Regions from separate parts of the Danio rerio genome. Here region 2 is linked to region 1. Evidence: chromatin contacts called from public Micro-C data. All regions are on one chromosome and are shown on one strand. Each heading gives the region's core, a stretch centred on a gene start, on an enhancer-like site or on the middle of the called end of the contact. The rest is flanking DNA. Distances are from core to core; before and after follow the strand shown. Region 1 overlaps tbx2b (T-box transcription factor 2b). Region 2 overlaps brip1 (BRCA1 interacting helicase 1).

What was found. Hi-C and Micro-C count contacts between places; a contact is called where the count stands out from the background.
Region 2: a Micro-C map of caudal fin shows a contact between it and region 1, with 8 times the contacts expected there. The contact joins two enhancer-like sites. A contact is called at or near these places in 3 of 18 Hi-C or Micro-C datasets (caudal fin, hematopoietic stem cells and an unstated tissue).

Annotation. Positions count from the first base shown.
Region 1 is chr15:29,857,556-29,862,011 of GRCz12tu, forward strand. tbx2b (T-box transcription factor 2b) reads left to right here. Exons shown (of 7, transcript NM_131051.1): 7 at 1-134. Among named protein-coding and RNA genes, the nearest start is that of tbx2b, 9.0 kb to the left of the region's middle. Within about 2 kb of position 2,341, at least 7 of the 62 cell types and tissues checked have an H3K27ac peak or open chromatin away from gene starts, as enhancers often do.
Region 2 is chr15:30,000,413-30,004,868 of GRCz12tu, forward strand. The region is part of intron 6 of brip1 (BRCA1 interacting helicase 1); the gene reads right to left. Among named protein-coding and RNA genes, the nearest start is that of brip1, 13 kb to the right of the region's middle. Within about 2 kb of position 2,624, at least 4 of the 62 cell types and tissues checked have an H3K27ac peak or open chromatin away from gene starts, as enhancers often do.

The DNA of each region.
Region 1 (4,456 bases), core at 1,091-3,590:
GTCCCCAAACCTATCCAGGGCATGACTTGAATTGCCAGAGGATTTTATTAAGTGGTTCTCGGCGAGAAATTTCATTATATTTTGCGCATGGATGATTAGAGTGGAAAACAAGAAGTCAACAAGAAAAAAAAAAAGAAAAGAAACCGTGGGACTCGGTGCTGTTGGTGGTGGAAGTGCTGCGAAGACAATCTACATTGTAGCCTAATTGACTGTAGAACATGCCTACAAGACCACACCAATCTATTGAAAAAAAGGATTATACAAATAAAATACATTTGTTGCGTAACGTCAGTATAGGATCACTACTGGTTGCAATATCTAAATGGTGATTCACGTAAAATCTGTAAACTGAAAACATCCAAGCTACATCCAAAAAAAAAAAAAAAGCAAAAAAAGACAAATAATTAGAGTGGATATTTCAAAAAGGGATTGAAATAACAGTTGGACCGTTAGTTAAATCCAACAGACAGTTATACCTGAACTATTTAATGTAATTATTAATAAAAGGAACCTAATTCTGTAAATAAGCTACAAGGACCTAAGAATATGCAAATTGGTATTAATTTATTCAAAGCTGTACATTTGCGTGTACATAATATTTAGAGTTTAACTCATTGCATTTTTTTTTCATTTTTCACTATGGTTGTTGTAAATGAAAGCTATAGCGTTTGATGTTTGGAGACAGAAGGTGTTCCTCTCTGTGATGCGTTGCTGTTTAATCTGCCTGTGACACGTAATGAAAGCGTGTGCCATCATTGCATTGTAGCAGTTGCTGTAAAAACACTTATCACGCTGCGGGACTCGCAAGGTTTGGGAAGCCTCAGGTTAATGTACTCCAATAGAAGAAAGCGACATTCTTCTTCTTGAGCTGAGTTTCTATAAAGAAATATATGAACGTGTCCCGTTGTGCTGGCTGTCCGGATTTTTCTGTTGTTGTTGTTGTTGTTGTAGGATTCTTTCACAATTTCAATAAAAAATATACGTGTTTAAATATTTCACATTTATTTTAATACGTTGGCTTAAATAAAAAGATGCACTCTTAGTAACGACAGACAAAAATGATAGCAAATTAATTAGGAAGCCTATTTTCTGAGGTATCACTGAAAAAAGGACAATTAGCAAATGGTTTTGTATAGCGCGGAAGACGAGTGTTGGCCAGTCTGTTTTAAATTGAGGCTATTAACCACACCCTCACCTATTTATGATTAGACTTCTAGTCACATGTAGTAGTAGTAGTAGTAATAATAATAATAATAATAATAATAATAATAATAATAAACATGTTTTGGATGAAATAATGTGTTCAAAATAACAAATAATTACAATTTTAAAAGGGTTCTACTAAAATGTAGAATGGCAATAGCGACTGCGCCCTCTGTCGTCGACTCATGTCACTGTTTATTTTACCTCTCATCAACGACAATGTGATTTTAAGATACCCACCGCTACAACGGTAGTTATAAGACATGTTCAGTTCTGGTTAAGGGTTTTGTGGATCTTATTACTGATATTTTATCTATTTATTTTGTATGAAAAAAGAGAAGAAAAAAGTACATAAAAATCTTAACATGTCAGTAGCAACAACACAATGTCCTACATAATCAGGAAATTAAAGTATAATGTGCACCTTTGCTCAATTAATAATTAATTTATTTTGCTGAAAAAAATACATTTATTGTAAATAACAAATGTAAAGTATGTAAATAATAATAATAATGGCAGTGTCCATCAGTATAGTTCTGTCTGGCGACAACCTTTAACAAAACGTGCAGAAAGAAGCATGACTTTGGTGTGCGAATCCGACACGTTCAAGGGTCTGCTTTCTGTCAGGTGCACATATGTTCCATGGCAGATTAGTTTAACTTATACAATAATAATACTAATTATTAAAATAATAATATGTATATAATTATTATCTAAATAATAAATGAACTGCATTATGGTACAAAAACCAAGAGTCTAAATTGGAACCCTTTATCGTTTCCAGTGTTTCCTGTGGAGTACAATGCAACCTATTGTAGCCTATTTATAGTCATAGAACTGCAATGTACGAGTATTAATAGACAAAGCTTGACTCGGAAGCAGAACTACCCTCGACTCTCCCCACCTCATTTCCTTCATTCTCTTTCAACGACCCAGATATGTTTTGTGTTTTATATTGGCACCGACCATTAATGGTTGGAGCGCGCTCAGAACGTATAATGAGTTGATAAGCTGCACAGCAAGGAAGAAATATTGGGGGGAAATACTCTCATGTTATAGTGAAAGGGTTAAGAGCTGCGGATAGGAGGTTAGGGAGGATGAGAGTTTGGACGCCCAGCCACTTTGGCAGCAGACAGCCCTTTGTCCAGCAACCGGCGCCTGTCGCCTGCCTGCCGGCCATGCAGCTTCCCCACACCCGCGTACAAAGGGACAGATCCCGAGAGTTACAGCTCCTAATTAGAGATCCCCCCTTGTTTCTGTTCCTTTCTTTCTCGTGCAATAACTACAAGCCCTCGTTTTCATTAAGGGGCCATTGTTAAACGCTGTTATATTCAATTAAGAGACCGAACAACGCAACCTAACTCTTTGTCCAAACTAATCAGTCAATGACCAATCAATAGGCTGCGATGACAAGCAATTACGGTTCTGGTACACGACAAAAAATAACGAAGTGTTTGCATATTTAGCTTTAAGTCAGGCAAATCAGAAAGCGAGAAGGTGCACATTTGAAGCCCACTGGGACCGTAAATGACATTTAAGTGTAAAAGACAAAGCCAATTACAAGTTGTTTCTTTTATATTAATGAAAAATACAAACAAAAGGATCATTGACAATGTGTGGTTTCTCACAGTCGTCTGGGTGAGTTTTTATCTGATCTGCAGAAGCTGAAACTGAACACTGAGAAGCTTGAAAATCTATGAAGGCACTGAGAGGTTGAGATGACTTGTTGCTGATATCATTCATTTCTAAGAAGCTCAGAAATACCACGTAATAGAGAGCGAGTCTCTACAGTTTAAAAAAAGAGCAGGACCACATCAAAATACATGACTTACATTTGATTAATCTACTGGTCTTTTACTCTTGTCCACGGGAGTATTTTTGTTTATTTATAAACTAATATTTGGAATGTTAAACACAAAATTTTACTTGACATATGTAAAATTTTGATTTAAAATCGATAAAGACCTAACAGCAACTAATACTTATTTTACAGACATTAAAATTGTTCTTCAGAATATGAGAAATTCTGGTGAATTACAAAATCCTCATGTAATATGTTAAAAATATACTGATTAACAACACAACAACTTAGAGATACATTCAAGTAAAATGCAATTAAATGAGGGGAACTGTTTTCTTAAATGCCACGCCACAGCTAATTTGAAATGTTTCAGTTCGTATAATTAACACACGTATAATTTGGTTTAATATTTCTGTAAATTACCTTTCACATTTATTGCTAAATTGCTTTGTGCATCTTCATTTTTCACTGAAAAGGCTATAATAGGCTATTATGGCCTGTTAACTGTGACATCATGTAGTGTGATAGCACTATGCAGTTTTATAGGCAAGAGGATGACAATAATATAAATATTCACACGGTGAGTGACAACTAGCGCCGATCCTGACAACATGTTAAGTTAATTGTTTTTCTCAATATGAGGTAGTTGCTCTCATTTAATGTGCTTAGTGAGACACAATGATTTGATGGGAATTGTAAAATATTACAGTGCACAGGACAAATGTAATTCTGCTCACACCTCCTTGTTGAAGCTTTCAAGCTTGAGTGAAGCTGTCAGAATTTGTAGAGATCCTGGGGAGGAGCCTCATTCGCTCACAGGTTGTGCATTTGATGGTGAGTTTCAAGTATTTTTTTCAGCATATGTCAAAGGGACACACACACACACGCACGCGCACGCACGCACGCACGCACGCACGCACGCACGCACACACGCACACACACACACACACACACACACACACACACACACACACACACACACACACACACACATTTTGGTCAATCAGAAAAAAATAAAAATCTGAATTCAGTGAACCATCGCCACCTTCTGGACACATTAATAAAAAATCTTCATCATTGTCTTAATGTTATTGGTGAATAATTTCTTACATAGTAATTCAGACCAGTAGCCAGCCTATTGAAAGGGATGGTTGTTTTTTTCTGAAAAAAGTGGATCTTTTTTGCAGCTATTCGACTAATTTTCTATTAAATTCTGTATTATAGTGACATTTTAAGCACTAATCTTTGCTGGATTTGCTTGTCGGATTCTGATCATAACTACACTTTTTTCATGCACCAAAAATATTTCCAACAATTTTGTCAAAGAGCTTACCATACTGTTTTCATTCATTCATTTTCTTTTCGGCTTAGTCGAACTTAATCAGGGATCACCACAGCAGAATGAACCGCCAACTTATCCAGCATGTTTTATGCAGTGGATGCCCTTCCAGC
Region 2 (4,456 bases), core at 1,374-3,873, 140 kb after region 1:
TTTGAGAATTTTTACTATAATTTAGACCTTTTAAAGAGAATAATTGCTGAGGAGTGAATAACAACTATTTAAGATTTCTGTAAGGCCTACAAAAACACTGACAAAACATACAAGAGTATCTCTTTATTGTGAATAGTCAAACTTTTTAGAACCAATTTTGTATTTAGAACACTTTAGTTGGAGTACCAATTCACACCATTTACTACTGGCTTATTATTATTAACTATTTATTAGCACTTGTAAAGCGTGATCTTTTTTACATTGCTAAACCCAATTACTACTTTACGAACTATTAAGAATCATCTAATATGTAGTTTGAGCTAGAAATCTTAGTCAATTGTTTTTTAAGTGTGAATTGTACATTAAAATGAAGTGTGGCCTTTTATTTTCATTATAGTAAATTCTAATACAAAATAATACATTTATTTTATAACAATGCTTTCGTGCAATTAATTAAGTATAAATCACAAATGGACTACTTTAATAAACTGGTTCTTTCTTAAAAATAAAAACAGAGCAAAACCAGTTAAAGTCTCCAAAACATCAAAATTAACAATTCAATCTTGTTAGATCACATTGCCAGTTTTGTGGTGAACAATTTATCTGTGCGTGTTGTTAAGAAAAAACAAAAAACTGCTCTTCTAATCTTTAATTGAAATCTGAAATAAACTTCTTTTTTTGAATTAAAACTGTTTTTTTTTTTTTCAGTTAAATTAGCGGATTATGTGATTTTGAGGTAATGGGAATGGCTAACATACTTAAGCACGCAGGTTCAACTGACAGTTTCGATAACAAAGAGAAATGGTAAGCAGGAAGAGTCTGTTAGGTTGTAATCTCTCCTGAAACCCCTTTCCTGATCTTTCTGAATGAAATGCCTACTTTACAACATCCATTCAGCCCAGATAGAAAAAACAAGCTCCGCCCACTTTTTTTCTTCTTTAAAATTCCGTTTCACTAAGAAATGTCACAATACGAAAAAAAAAAAACGACTGCAGCTTCCAATTCATGGGGACTTTAACAGTACAGTACAGTACAGTTTCTGGGTTAATAGGACAGGACAGCACAACTAAGTCAGATGAACACCTGTTAAATGCAGTAGTTCCTTATTTTATATATAATATATATATATATATATATATATATATATATATATATATATATATATATATATATATATATATATATATATATATATATATATATATAAAGTGTTTCTGCAAGTTAATTTTGCCTGCTAATTGCTCAAAAAGGATATTTTAGTGAAGTAAAAAAAACAATAATAGGAGCAATTTATTAATAATCTGAAATAAAATAAAAATAATTAGTGTAAAGTAAGGCTGCACAATATATCGTTTCAGCATCGATATCGCAATGTGATCATTCTATGACTATGAGTTATTATATTATATATTATAAGTTATCATTTTCATGTGTTTTTGATGCCTGTGACTATAATGATTTTTAAAGCATTCACGGATAAGAAATTTGTAACTTGTTTGTAACTTGTAATTTATTGAATTATTTTTATTTTTGTTAGGAAAAGGGCAAAATCTTTTTTATTATTTTGTCTATTTTTCATTTCATTAAACAACTACATTTTTATTGCTTAAGGTGCTAAATTAACCAAACTTCTTCATTGAGTGTGATACGCCTTGCATACTAATGAAGAATGAAAAGAATGAAATGCAAAGGCCTGAATGTCTAAAATGAATTTGAGCTCTGCAGCTAGCTGGGTTGGGTTGAAACTGGGTTGAAACTGAACAAGAGAAGAAGAGGAAGTATTTTTGGCTGTGGCCGCCGGAGATTGACAAGTGACGAATTCCACTAAATTCAACCTGTTAATATCAGCTGGGTATAAATTCTTGAGTCAGGAATTGTAAAGTTGGTGCACACCACCTGAATGTAATTCTTGCATTGGATACCGAGAATTCAGTTCATCTCATCATTCATTTGTACCTAATAAATTACTAATATTGTGTACAAGCATTGAATTGGTTAAATATTGCAAAAAGAAAATTTATTATTTAATTACTCTACATGAATACTGTTCGACTAAGAAAATGATAAAACATTGTTTATTTTAAGTGCATCTGTTTTTTTATTGTATTGATCTGTTTTTAGATGGTTTATTATATTTTATTCAGATGCACTTCTCTGTAGAATCATCACAACCAATCTAAAATTGCTAATTCTTTCCAAATAGAGATAATCAAGTAATCTGGTGAAAAGGTATTCATATCGAAATAGATATCTCAGAATCACAAAATATCGCAATGTTAGATTTTTTCCAATATCGTGCAGCCTTAGTGTAAAGCTTAAGAAACTGGAATTAAGATGAAGCAGCAAAGAAGTGAAATCATGAAATTATTTTGTGAGGACGTGCAGAATCCCACCAAGTACTTATCAGTTACTGGCAAAAAACATTATAAGAGCTGGGCTTGTTCTGTCAGACAATGGCATTTCTGTTTGCCAGGTGAGGTGTGGAGAGAGCAGCTCCTGTGTTTGAGATGGTGAGGCTAGATTGTCTGCGCTCTACAATGGCCCTGTGCTGGAAGATGCAGGCCCGAGTGTGAGCGCCAACAATGGAGACTGCATTTCAACAGGCTGACTCTGAGAGGCTGACACCTGAGAGACTGAAATCTCACACTGTCCGCCTGCCTGGGCCACTGCACCCGCACCATACAGATGGACATAGAGAGAGAAAGAGATAGCGGGCGAGAGACAGAGACAGCGAGTGAAGCATTTCAGTGAGGTCTTTACTCCCTATAGCCCTCCTGATAGCTGCCCCGGAGCGCTCCCACCCCGCAAATCCCCAATCTCACAAAGCACCTGTTTATCCCCGGAGCGCCGTAACCAGCGGGTGAACCCCATTCAATATTTATCCCAGGCTTTCACAGATCACTGCCAAGCAAGGCAAACCTCTTAATTAAACTGGAGCTCGCTTCAAAGGGCCCATTGAAGATGTCAGTCAGCGCTGGCAGGGGCCGAGAACGGTGTCAGGTGAGAGAGTGAAACCTAAGGCCTGCTTTCTCTTCGCCCCCACCGCCCATCCAACACACCCATCGGGCCGCCCTCTTTGGTGACACTCCACCAATCTTGAGGAACGCATCACGCAAGTCACTCCCTTTTCCATTGTACCAGTTGTAAGCAATATGTCCTACGGTGTGACGGGCCGATCACACCAACACAGATTCTTTTCACCACTGGTCATGTGAATACCTGTGGTGTTTGTTACACTGCATCAGATTTTCTAAGTGGCCTCATGCAGTGGATAGAGATGCTGAGCAACATTTTATAGGCTTTTGTAACAGACTTTAGTAAGTCAAGTGAACAAGCTTCATAATAGGGCTGCATGATATATCGGTTCAACATCGATATCACAATGTGATCATTCACATCAGTCACATTGCAGGATTTGCATATTGATTCTGGATTATTCATAATTTGCATGCATTTGACTGTATGAGGATTTTAAAAGCATCCAGGCATAAGAAACTGTACCAATTGTAACCTTAATAACAATAACTTTGATTGAATTATTATTCAAGAACAAAGGCTATGCAATATTTTTTTTACATTTGACTATTTAATTACTGTCCCTGAATACTGTTGGACTCCTCGGAAAACAATAAATAATGGCTAATTTCTGTTGTGTCTTTTTATTTATTGTATTTTTCTATGTTTCCAGAGATGGTTTATTAGGTTTTATGCAGATGCAACTACAGAATTATTCCAATCAATTAGCTAATATAAAATATATATTTTAAATAGAACTATTTAAGTCATCTGGTGAAATTGTATTCAAATCTTCAAATATAATAGCAGAATAACAAACTATCGCAATGTTAGATTTTCTAATATCGTGGAGGCCTACTTCAAAATAACCACACAGGAAGAGGATGTCTGGCTGACGAAATTTTTTGAAGTGCAAACTGTTTATTTCAGGTTATAACTTATCAGATTTTGAATAATAGTTCAAAGTGCATAGGTCATTTACTATAAGGTCTGTCAACTGAAATATAGGGACTCTATTATTTCCAAACATCTATAAATGTATTATTAATCTATATTATTTCAGTAGTAGCCATTGTTTTAACATCACGCTATGCTCACATGTCCACATTTTACTCAAACCCACTCTAAATAAATTCAAAGAAACTGGGAGAAAAAAAAAATGTTCACATTTGTTTTTTTTTTTATCGGGGCAAAGCAGTGGCGCAGTAGGTAGTGCTGTTGCCTCACAGCAAGAAGGTCGCTGGTTCGAACCTCGGCTCAGTTGGCATTTCTGTGAGGAGTTTGTATGTTCTCCCTGCGTTCACATGGGTTTCCCCCACAGTCCAAAGACATGCTACAGGGGAATTGGATAGGCTAAATTGTCTGTAGTGTATGAGTGTGACAGACCCAGACGACAGGCCGGCCTGAATGTGTAAAAAAAATAATAATAATAATAATAAAA